Linked DNA regions of Sus scrofa: region 1 is linked to region 2. Evidence: chromatin contacts called from public HiChIP or PLAC-seq data. All regions are on one chromosome and are shown on one strand. Each heading gives the region's core, a stretch centred on a gene start, on an enhancer-like site or on the middle of the called end of the contact. The rest is flanking DNA. Distances are from core to core; before and after follow the strand shown.

Region 1 (5,374 bases), core at 1,256-3,755, 1.2 Mb after region 2:
AAAGGCATGAAAATGTCTTTTGACCATTTGTACAAAATCTAGGTTCTTCATCACTAGTCGTTAATCTCCAATCTAAATTCTCTGCTGCACGCAATGCTACCAGACTAAGTTTATTTTACCTAACTCACAGCAAGCCAAAACGCTGAGATGCAGAGATTTGCAGCAAAGACAGTTTATTCACAAGGCAGTTAAACAAGGAGACCAAAGGACAAATCTCAAATCCGCCTCCTTGAAGGCAAAGGGCCCTGGCTATTTATGGGATGAAGAAGCAGAGAGGGGAGTTCCTGCTGTGGTGCAATGGGATTGGTGGCGGCTTGGAAGTGCTGGCATGCAGGTTCAATCCCAGCCAGAACAGTGGCTTAGTTTGCAACTGTGGCTCAGATCTGATCCCCGACCTGGGAACTCCAGTTCCCATATGCCTCGGGGCAGCCAAAAAAGAGGGGGTGGGGGAAGCAGAGAGGTCGGAGGGGTGCAGTGGGGATTGGGGATAGTAGAAAAAGATGATTGGAAAAAGGTGAGCTAATGGTCATTCTATGCAGGGTTACTAAACTATAGGCCTCTGTACCTTCAAAAGGTCACCAAGCAGACAGTCCACATGCCCAGCTGAAGGGTTAGTGGTTCCCATCCTGCCTGAACCAGTTTAGCCGGAATTAGACAGAGCTCACTCTGAGTTTCTGGAAAATAACTCAGGCAAACATCTTATTTTCTAGGCCATGTACTTCTTGAAGGACATGCAAGTCTTCACCTTGATTAGTGAAGGCAAGCAAAATGGATTTGACACAGTCTCAGTAATACATAATTCATGGATATATTTTGGAAGCAAATTGTTTTCCAGATATTATACCACCAATAACATAGAATTAAATACTTGTCCCTCTTTAAAGTTAAGCAGTGTTTCAATCTTCAGGAGGAAATTAGTCTTCATTTAGTATCTTGGAAGATGGTGAGAAGTTTTTTATATAAGCAGGATCAAATTAGTCAGTTATAGTGGGAAATTCAACTCTTATGGAGGTAGTTGTTACCCTGAATGTAGACTACTCTGGAGACCAGGGATCAGGTGCACAACAAACAGCCATGCAAGAGCCCATACAATCTCAGACCCACAAGGAAGGAAGGGCTGATGGTGCCTTTTGCTAAGGTAAAGAAACACTCTAGCTATACATTAACTGAGTTCTCATAACAATCTTTGAGATATTATCGTGCCACTTTATAGAGGAAAAGAGATGAAATAATGTGCCCAGTTCACATGCTAACAAGTGATTGAACTGGAATTTTAACCCAGGAAAGCCTAGCTATAGTGTCCATGATCTTAACTGTTACAGACTATGCTTTCTCTTAAATACGTGAAAAAGAAACTTTACATCAACTTAGAGTTGGTTTAAAATTTTTGGGTTAACCTTGCCATGAAAGTCTGGAATTGAAATTGCATCAATGGAAGCTCTTTATCTGCCCCCCTCCTTTTTTTCTAGGAGAGTTTAAATTTAGTGAAATTTCATATTTCAATAAATGTTACTTCACTAAACAAAATGATGACTTGCTTCTCTGAAGGGTAGTTTAGTCTTGTGGTCAAGATTTCTCTGCTTCTTCCAGCTATCTGACTTTGGGTAAATTACCTAACTGCCACTTGACTCAATTTCCTTATTTATTAAACTGGAAAATAATGTTATTATCTTACACAGTTGTGAGGATTAAATTAAATAAGTAAAGCATTTTAAATAGTGCCTACCTGGGGGAAAAACAGTGCTTTCCCTTTAAGAATTAGTTTTATAATTATAATAATTATATAATTATAATTTAAGAATTATGCCTTTGTATTCTCGGTCAATAAATTATACAATTAAAATCTCTGTAACACATAAGCTTACTCTTTGAGCTCTTTCTTTCCAAAGTTCCATTACCTTTCTTATAATATGAAGTGTTAGGGAAAAGTGAATGAAATATTAATTTTTTTTCTCAACAAATATGTGCATGCATAGTAGGGTATTGGTAATATAACCATCAAGGAAGACTGATGTGCTTTCTTAACAGAATTTACTATCTGGTAGACAAGAAAAACCTTTAGCAAATAATTAAGTGTTCCTCGTGTCTGGAAAGCAAAGTTTAAATGCTCTTAATAGAAAAAAATAAAGAGGCTAAGAAAGAGAAGGCACACAACGTGGTGCAGAGTTTGGAGGATTGATGTGGATAAGGTGGCAAACGGTAACTCTTGCAACTAGTAATTCTGACTAGTAACGAAGTATTGTTTGAGGAGTTGAGATTGGATTCGCTCTGTTGCCTTTGTCAGTCGGTAGATAAATCCCTTCCTGGAGAAATTAATTCCTTAACCACGATATAGTTACAAATGAAATAAGTTTAAACTTCAGTACCGTTTCGCCACGCCCCTTTCATTCGGACCACGCCTGTGAATTTGCAAAGCCGCTCGTCATCAAAGGTAATACCGCGAGAACTCTACGTCGTCTCCCTTCTGACGTTTTCAACGGTAGTAGTCGCTTTTGTTCGCGCGATATTTCCGGGTGAACGGGAGCCCGGGCCGCCCGGGCTTCTGTGAAACATGGCGGTCGGCTGGGACCGTAACACAAGGTAAAATACCGAAACGCCGCCGGGTGCTGTTCCCTTGGTTATTACAGGGCTGTTCAGGGCGTGAACGTCGTTAAAGGGGCTCAGAGCCCGTCAAAGGGCTGGCTCTCTGGCATAATTCCTCTCCTCTGGAGAGCGGGCTGGACTAGGAGCTGCTCTTCCTACCTCCGCCGGGGGCGTTTATTGGCAGGACCCTGGGCAGCGCTGCGCCTGGACCCCTTTCCCTAGTCCAGTGTTTGAGCTTTCTTACAACTTGGAGTTTAGGTGCTCCCTGCTAGCTGCTGACCCTGGTCCGTTGCTTCTCTCAGTGCCCGGTGCCCCAGTGGCTCCTTCCGTACACAGGCGTGGAGGGTCCCGTGTTGTGGCTACCAGCTGGATCATGTCCCGATCCTCCCGGGTGTCTGGCTCCCCACCCCCATTCAGACAAATATCGAATTCTTCGCAGCAAGTTGCTTCCTCTTTCTAGGAAAGACCGAGCTCTTGGCCTCTCCTCGAGAGGTTTGCACGCCGCTTGGGAAAACGAGAAAGGGGCAGGGCACGTCAAGATGCTACAGGGGAGACAGGTTCGAGTGTCACCACTTTTCTGAAACCCTCGAGGGTTAAGAAACCCTCATAAGATGATATGTCAACTCGTGGTATAGAGTAGCCTTGGACATTGGTAGTATATAGAATTGATAGGTCATTGAGAAAACACGTTCTAGGGATTTTACATTTAGGATTTAGTGCCCTTGAGACTTAACTCAAAGTTACATAATATCTGTTAAAATGTTTCAAGACTGGCTTTCAGAAGCAGTTATAAAGATACAGTTAAAAATGGAATTTATTCATTTGTTCGAAGTTGTACCTATTTCCTTGAACTATAGTATATAGTCACAATAAAGAAATGAATGAGACTTATTCACTGAAGAATTCAGGACTTACGCCTTCTTACTTAATTTATTCATTGATGTTTCCAGACTGACTCAATTATTTCAGTTCTCTTAGAGGAACAATATGAAAAATAATCGTGGTTTTCTTGGGGGAGGGGAGGAATTGCTTTCTTTTTGACGATAAGCTTCAGTCACAACTAAATGTTGTAATTGTTGGAAGGTACACGTCAAAAAAGTATATCAAACTTGAAAGTCCCAAAGGAAATCAGTACTAGTCTGCAACAACAGCAATAAAAAAGAATTAGAAAAACAGATAAATTTCTTTCAGGGTCAGTGACTTAATTGGAAGAAATATTGAAACTTATTTTTAATAGAAGTTACTTTTTAGGCAGTCTGTGCCTGCTGCAAATCCTACCCAACAGTTTTTCAATTTTTATTCTGATTCTGCCTCTTAATGTCATGATAGGTAAATTAACCTCTTTGTGCCTTAATTTCCTTATCCGCAAAATGGGAATAATAATACCTAACTTGTAAGGTGGGTGGTGATAATCAAATGAGCTAAAACATAAAAAGCACCTAGAACAAGGCCTGACATTACAGTTAGCATTCATTTTGTGTTAGCACTTGTTATTTTTAAGTTTTTGTTTTCTATCTTCTTTATCTACTTACAAAATGTTGTCTTTGTACTTAAAATATAGACTGAAGAAGATGCTTTTTAAAGCAATCTTTCACTGATCCCCAAATTGATTAAACACTCTTCAGTCTATATTATTAATATATACCCCAAGTTTTTCTGGTCACAAAACTCCTGTTTATACCATCTTACTTGGCTTCCAAGTAAACTTTTTAAAAATCTGGAGGATGAAGTTCCCATCATGGCTCAGTGGTTAATGAATCTGACTAGGAACCATGAGGTTGCAGGTTCGATCCCTGGTCTTGCTCAGTGGGTTAAGGATCTGGTGTTGCTGTGAGCTGTGGTGTAAGTGGCAGACACGGCTCAGATATTAGATCCCTAGCCTGGGAACCTTTATATGCTGTGGGAGCGGCCTTAGAAAAGGCAAAAAGACAAAAAAAAAAAAAAAAAAAAAAAGAAAAATCTGGAGGATTATTAGATTTGTTTGAGTTATGCTACTGTAAGTAATTTTTAAAACAACGTTTAACTATTGAAAAAAGTTTTAACATAAAAAGAATAAGTGCTTTTTTGATATCTAGTGTTTGTAGAGTAAAACTACTTTATCTTTAATAAAAATTTTACAGTATTTTAATGCAATATAATCAAGTAGTTTAAAATTACAGGAATTGTTTTTTGGTTTTGCTTTTTGTTTCTGAAGTTCAGTGATGGCTTAAGAAGTAGAAGTTTGTTCTCTCTGGATCAAGGTGTTGGCAAGGCCGTCTTCCCTCTGAGGACCCCAAGAAAGAATTCCTCCTTGCCTCTTCTGCATATTGGCACCCCTTGGCTTGTAGATACATTGCTCTAATCTCCGCCTGTCTTCACATGGCATTCTTCCTTGTGTGTCTATGTATCCTCACAGTGCCTTCTTATAAAGGCACCAGTCATTGGTTTTGGGGCCTCCTTAATACAGTGTGATCTCATCTTAACTAATTATATCTTTAAAACCCCACCTGTTTCCAAATAAGGCCCATTCACAGATACCAGAGATTAGGACTTAAATGTATCCTTTTGGTGGATACAGTTCAATCCCCAACAATGGCTATATTTATTAACTAAATAACTAAATAAATATTTCTATTACTGTCAAATACATAATGAAACAGAACTTAGCTCATACAGCGTGTGTAGCAGGAGATAAATTGTGTCTCCGTTTTTTGTTTGGAGAGGTAATTAAACTTAACTGAGCAGATCATACCTAAAAGTGTTTTGAATTCTATATTTTAATTTTGGCAAAGCATCTGATAGTCTCCTTATA
Region 2 (5,826 bases), core at 1,537-4,036:
TTAACCCACTGAGCAAGGGCAGGGATCGAACCCGCAACCTCATGGTTCCTAGTCTGATTCGTTAACCACTGTGCCACGATGGGAACTCCATGTAGATTCTTATGTAGTTGTAAGAAATAATACAGATGAGCCCCCTGAACCTTTTATCCAGTTTCTTTCAATGGTAACATCTTGCAAAATTCTGGTGCAGTAATACAGCCAAGATATTGAGATTGATGCAATCAAGATACAGGTTATTTCCATTCCCACAAGAATCCTTTATGTTGCCCTTTTATAGTAATACCCACTTCCCTCTTGTCCTCATTCCCACTTTAATCCTCACCATCACTGATCTGCTATTTTTGTGATCTGTTATTTTAAGAATGTTACATTTAAAAAGTTATATAAATGGTATCAGATAGTATGTGACCTTTTGGGATTGGCATTTTTTCCCCCTCACTTGGCATGATTCTTATCCAGGATTCATCCAGGTTGTTGCATATATCATTCTTTTCCACTGCTCAGTAGTATTCCATGGCATAGCTGTTTTTTTTTAGCCAGTGCTTTCCAGGAAGGCTACACCATTTTAAACTGCCAACAATATAAGAGTGTTCCAGTTTCTATGCATCCTTACCAGCATTTAGTTGTGGAATATAAAGATATTGTTTATCTATCTATCTATCTAATCTATCTATCTATCTATCTATCTATCTATCTATCTATCTATCTATCTATCTATCATCATCTACCTATCTATATCTGTATGTAAAAGGTACAGTGCCAGATACTAGAGAGAGAGATATTTTAAGAACTAAAACTGTCTCTTGCATATATCAAATGCATGTATCTTTAGATACCAACTAAATGATCTGTGTTGATTTTTGTTGGCAGTTTCAGTAGGGGAAACGAGGGCAGAAGTCTGGGAATAGCCGATGGAAGCATGGAGAGGAAGCAAGGAAGTAGAGAAGAAACGAACACCATTCTTTGGCATGAAAGTGAAAAAGAATGAACAATAGGGAGTCCTCTTTCGCTGCAGTGGGTTAAGAATCTGGTGTTGTCATTGTAGTGGCTTGGGTCACTGCTATGGCTTGGTTTCAATCCCTGGCCTGGGAACTTCCACATACTGTGGGCATTGTCAAACAAACAAACAAACAAAACAAACAAACAACAACAACAAAACCCCAATAGCATTACTGAAGAAAGTTTTTTTTTTTTTTTTTTTAAACTGGGGGGAAATGTTTTTAGGCTGAGGTTCAATCAGTGGAGAGAAAGAGGTTGAAAATATAGGAAAAACTTTTACAAACCATTACAAAATCAAATGGTTTTTTTTTTTTTTCATCTTTGCAGGGCTCTGTGGAAAGAGGTAGGGAGTTTGAGAAGGGTCTCAAGGGTTGGGACAGTTGCTGAGGTGCTGAAGATTTTGCTGAACAAAGGAAACAAATAGGATTGTTGAGCCCGATAAAAGAACACAGTGTCAATTTGTAACAGTGTCAATTTGCACAGTGGGTCAAGGGTAGATATGAAAAGTTAAATTGGGAGTTGAACAGCAGAGAAGGATGTGTATGTGGTCAGGACTGGATAAGCTAGGAGGACTGAAAAGTGACTGGGTTGGAAAACAAGTATAGAATTATTGAGGGAGAGAAAAAATGGAAGAAAAGGGTCCTAAATTGAAAAGAGGATACTGGAGTTAAGGTTTCAGAGGTCAAGGAGTTTTAGATCCCTGAGGTCCAAGAGAGTGGGATAAGGAAATAGTGTGAGGATGAAAGGCACTATGTTTCATAATAACTTGAAGTGCTAAGGAGTTTGTATTTTACCTGGAAATTGATAGGATATCATCAAGTAAGGAACATGACAATATTGACTGTTAAGAAACATTACTCTGATGGAAATGTAGAGAACAGGCAAAACTGGAGAAGCCAGAGAACTAGGCACTTTTGCACCCAGCTGAAGGGTGTGGTCCCATTTACAGCTTCTGCAGAGAGGAGGGATTTCAGGCATCTAAGTTTTCCGCCACGTATTTTCTACTCTACATTGAACCCAGTTAACTGAACCAGTCCTTCCCGATTATCTGCTCCTGGAACGATCACACCCCTTTTAATTGCATTTTGCCCACAGTCATCTTTACAAATGTAATCTGAACTCTCTTTTTCTGGGTTAACCTCAGGAACAACTAGCTCTTTCATATTTTTATGCTATTGAAATTGTGGGGCCAGATATGTCCACAGTGGAAACAGTATAACCTTTCTTGCCTTTAACTGTTTTTCTGAAAAGATTTGAAAAAATTTCGGAAACTCTCAGGCATATCAGTTCCTCTGATCTCTGTATTTCCACAGTTACTTTGTTTAAGTATATTTTTTGTTTACCTTTGTGTCTTCTATCACACCCTAAGTTCCTTCATAGTAACCTGCATTGAATTCATTTTGTTATAATGTGGTACCTAAATATCTCAGTACGCGGGCTCAAAAATACATGTTTAAAAATGTTCAGTCAATGAGTGTGTGAATGAAAGAACTAATGATGGCTCCCACAGACCGAGGGAAGTCCGTCCTCCCGTGGGCTAGATGATCTCAAGGTCCCAAAAAGTCTGCTCTGGAAGAGGCTCCGTTGTAATGATGCCCAAACGGTTCTCGGACTAACAAAAAGTGCCGCTCCATCCATACATGCTTAATTTGGAAGCAGCTGTAAGAGACACCTAGCCAGCTCGTTTCCCTCTCTGGGAAGAGGCGGGAGGCTGTTTTCCGTATGGCAGCAAGGCGGCCTCCTGCCGGAGCTGGTGAGACGTTTTCCTCTGGGGAAGAAGCCGAGACCACTTTCCGTACAGGAGCATGGTGGCCGCCAGTAGGAGCAGCCATATAGCATCACGCCCGGGGGAAGAGGCCGCCGTAAAAGAGGCGCCGCTTCCTCTTCTTACTTCTCCCGCCTCCCACCGGCTGTCGTAAAAGGGTGAATGGAGAGCGAGTTGTGGGGGGTAGAAAGGGAGGACAGGGGGCGCGGAGTCAGAGTGGCGCAGCAAGTGGCTGCAGGTGGCGACGGTGGCGGAGGTTGGGGAGTGAGGTAGTGCAGGGGTCGCGGAGGAGGAGGCTGAGAGGGTCAAAAGAAAAACTAAAGCTGCTGTCTGGCCTACTGGTCCGGGGGCCGCGGAGCCCCCGCCCGGGAGATGGACCTCAACCGGATCATCCAGGCGCTGAAGGGCACCATCGACCCGAAGCTGCGGATTGCAGCTGAGAATGAACTCAACCAGGTGAGGAGCGGGCCTGCGGCGCCCCCCTGCCGCCGAGCTGGCTCTCGGGGCTCTCTCTTCTCCGCACCCCGGATCTCCACCAGCACCCGGGCCCCGACCCCGACGCGTCTCTCGGCCTGTCCCACCCCCGCCCCAGCCCCCGCTCCGGGGTCCGGTGGCGCCGCTCTCCTGGGATCTTTTCTCAGCGGCTCACGCACCTGTTGGCCACCTTTGCATCTTTCCTGTCGTTTTCCTTCCCTAGTGCAGTTTGTTGAGCCCGTTTGGTTCGCAAAAAGAAGCTTTAGCAAGCTTTGCTAGTGTTTTCAGGGTGTGATTTCTTTTCCTTAAGTTCGCTGACTTGGTGGGAAAATACACCTAAAATTCAAATCTGAGTTCGGTTTTTCTGCAGATCCAGCCCTTTTTAGGTGTTGCTCTGGCAAACCCTGCCCATTGCCTGCTTCTGCGGGGTTGGCAGGACCGTGTAGACACTGATTGGCAGTTTTGTTGGAGCGCTGGGAAATGCTGCCGGAAGAGTTTTTTCATGGTGGTACTGCTTTACAAAAGATACGCCGAGTAATATTTGTAGGAATTTTTTATAAATGGTAAAATGTGTAAGACTTTCTTTTATCTTCCATCCTCTATCTTTATGAACTAGCCTTAGTTCGAGTGATAGCACCGACATTTCCATACTAGCTTATATTTTCCTCCTCACCTGTAGGAATAAATCACAGCCTTCTCACTAAAAAGTACGAATTAAGGTCTGTTAATGGATAGAGTGACAGCTGTTTGAGGTTGCAGTAATCCTTAAAATGTAAAGAAATATACCTAAATTAGTGGTTCTCAAAGTGTTGCCCAGGATAAGTAGCATCAGTGTCATTTGGGAACTTGTTGGAAGTGCAAATTATGGGGCTTCACTCTAGACTTTAAAGAAACTCTGGGAGTGGGGTCTAATGATTGGTGTTTTAATTAGCTAACTAGGTGATTCTGTGTTTCCTAAAGTGTAACAACGACTTTCCCAAGTAAATGTTCTGTGGGAGTTAAGTTTTCCCTGGTTAAACTGTGAACCTTTGAAAGGGGTTATTTTAATGGGAAATCCAGTGGAATAAGTGTGAATCTAGGATTTCCATGTGTTAAAAGAGTGAGTGACAACACTGACTCTGGAGAGAAGGTTGAGTTGAACTGAAGCCCCAAAGGGAATGTTTTGGTACTTCAAAAAGAAAAGGGCTCTCACTTACAATAGGGGAAAGTTAAAAGACAGTACCTGTCCGAGGCTTTGCAGAGAAAAAGTACTATATACTGCTTGGCTGGAAGAGTAGTAATCCAGGCTTTGGTTAGGAGGGACAAAGCAAGAGCTGAATTTGCAGTCTGCTAGTATGAACAGGGCAGTTGGCCTGTTTGTGACCCTCTTCTCTTCATGGTGAGGCCAGATGTTATTTTTACAGTGTCTATAGGGGATCATATCTTTGATATCATGTTGTATTTCCCTGCCTCTGTTAGCCTACTGTTGCTTTGTTTCTTAGTCATCAGTGTATAAGTGCAGTTGACTTTACAGATGAGGAAAATGTAGGTGAGAAAAACTTCAGAACTGCAAAGACATTTAGGACCCTTTCTTTCATAGCAAATCCATTCCAACCTTACTCTACCCTGCCCTGCACAATATCCTCTCAAGTCATCACAGACTGCAGTTTCCTCTGCAGCTTCTAAAAGTAGCTTATTGCTATGTCACTCATTTAGCATTATATTTTGTATAATGCTTTGGATTAACATGCTTTTAAGCTTTTTTTGAATTTTCTGTTAAATAGATGACCAAAGTATAATGTCACATAATCTTTTAATAAAATATGATTTTAAGGTCGGGCTTTGTATGCTTATACTTTACCACAACTGTAGCATCCTTCTTTGTGGGATAAACAGGTGGGTAGTCTACCATAAAAGATTAGAGTCCAGCTCATTTATTTTAGTCTAGGTCCCTCATCAGCAAATATGCTCTGTGTAGGAAATGGGGGCAGTTTCTACAGTGTCCTGATTGATTTGTCAGTTGGCATTTAGAAGAATAGGCAGTTTCAAAATATAACAGCCTGTGTTCCAAAAGATAAATTCTTATTTAGAACTATATTTTTTCTGTAGCTGACATTGTTTTGTTACCAGTGAGTGGTTCCTTGACTGTTATATCAGATATTGTTTCTCTGGGGAAGTGTGTAGTTTTATTGGAGGGTATTAAGAATGTATCCTGTACACACTTGTCATTGTCTTTAAACCCAGAAGTCCCTTTGGCAACAGCATAGGAAAGTAGGGATGGATAGATACCTCTTTCAAGGTGTTTTTGTTTTTTCTTTTTTTCTTTTTTTGGCTGTGCCCTGCAGCATGTAGAAATTCCTGGGCCAAGGATCAAACTGGTGCCATGGCAGCAATCTCAGTCAATGCACTGACCACACAGGATCCTTAAGCCACTGTGCCAACAAGGACATCTGGAAAGGTTTCTTAATAAATCATTCTCCATCCATATAGGCTCTATAGGGAAATCAAGATATTACTTTCTTTTTTTTTTCTTTTTTGTCTTTTTTTTCACTATTTATTTGGGTCGCTCCCATGGCATATGGAGGTTCCCAAGCTAGGGGTTGAATTGG

The links. HiChIP or PLAC-seq counts read pairs in DNA pulled down with a chosen protein or histone mark.
Region 1: a contact with region 2 is called in an H3K27ac HiChIP or PLAC-seq map of alveolar macrophages. The contact joins the promoter of ERGIC2 here to the promoter of IPO8 in region 2. A contact is called at or near these places in 2 of 5 promoter capture datasets (fetal skeletal muscle and liver), 1 of 47 Hi-C or Micro-C datasets (heart right ventricle) and 1 of 2 datasets of contacts at active chromatin or transcription factors (alveolar macrophages).

The regions. Positions count from the first base shown.
Region 1 is chr5:44,331,725-44,337,098 of Sscrofa11.1, forward strand. It overlaps ERGIC2 (ERGIC and golgi 2), which reads left to right and starts at 2,506. Exons shown (of 14, transcript NM_001243932.1): 1 at 2,506-2,580.
Region 2 is chr5:43,096,963-43,102,788 of Sscrofa11.1, forward strand. It overlaps IPO8 (importin-8), which reads left to right and starts at 2,787. Exons shown (of 25, transcript XM_003126400.5): 1 at 2,787-3,220. The coding sequence starts at 3,137.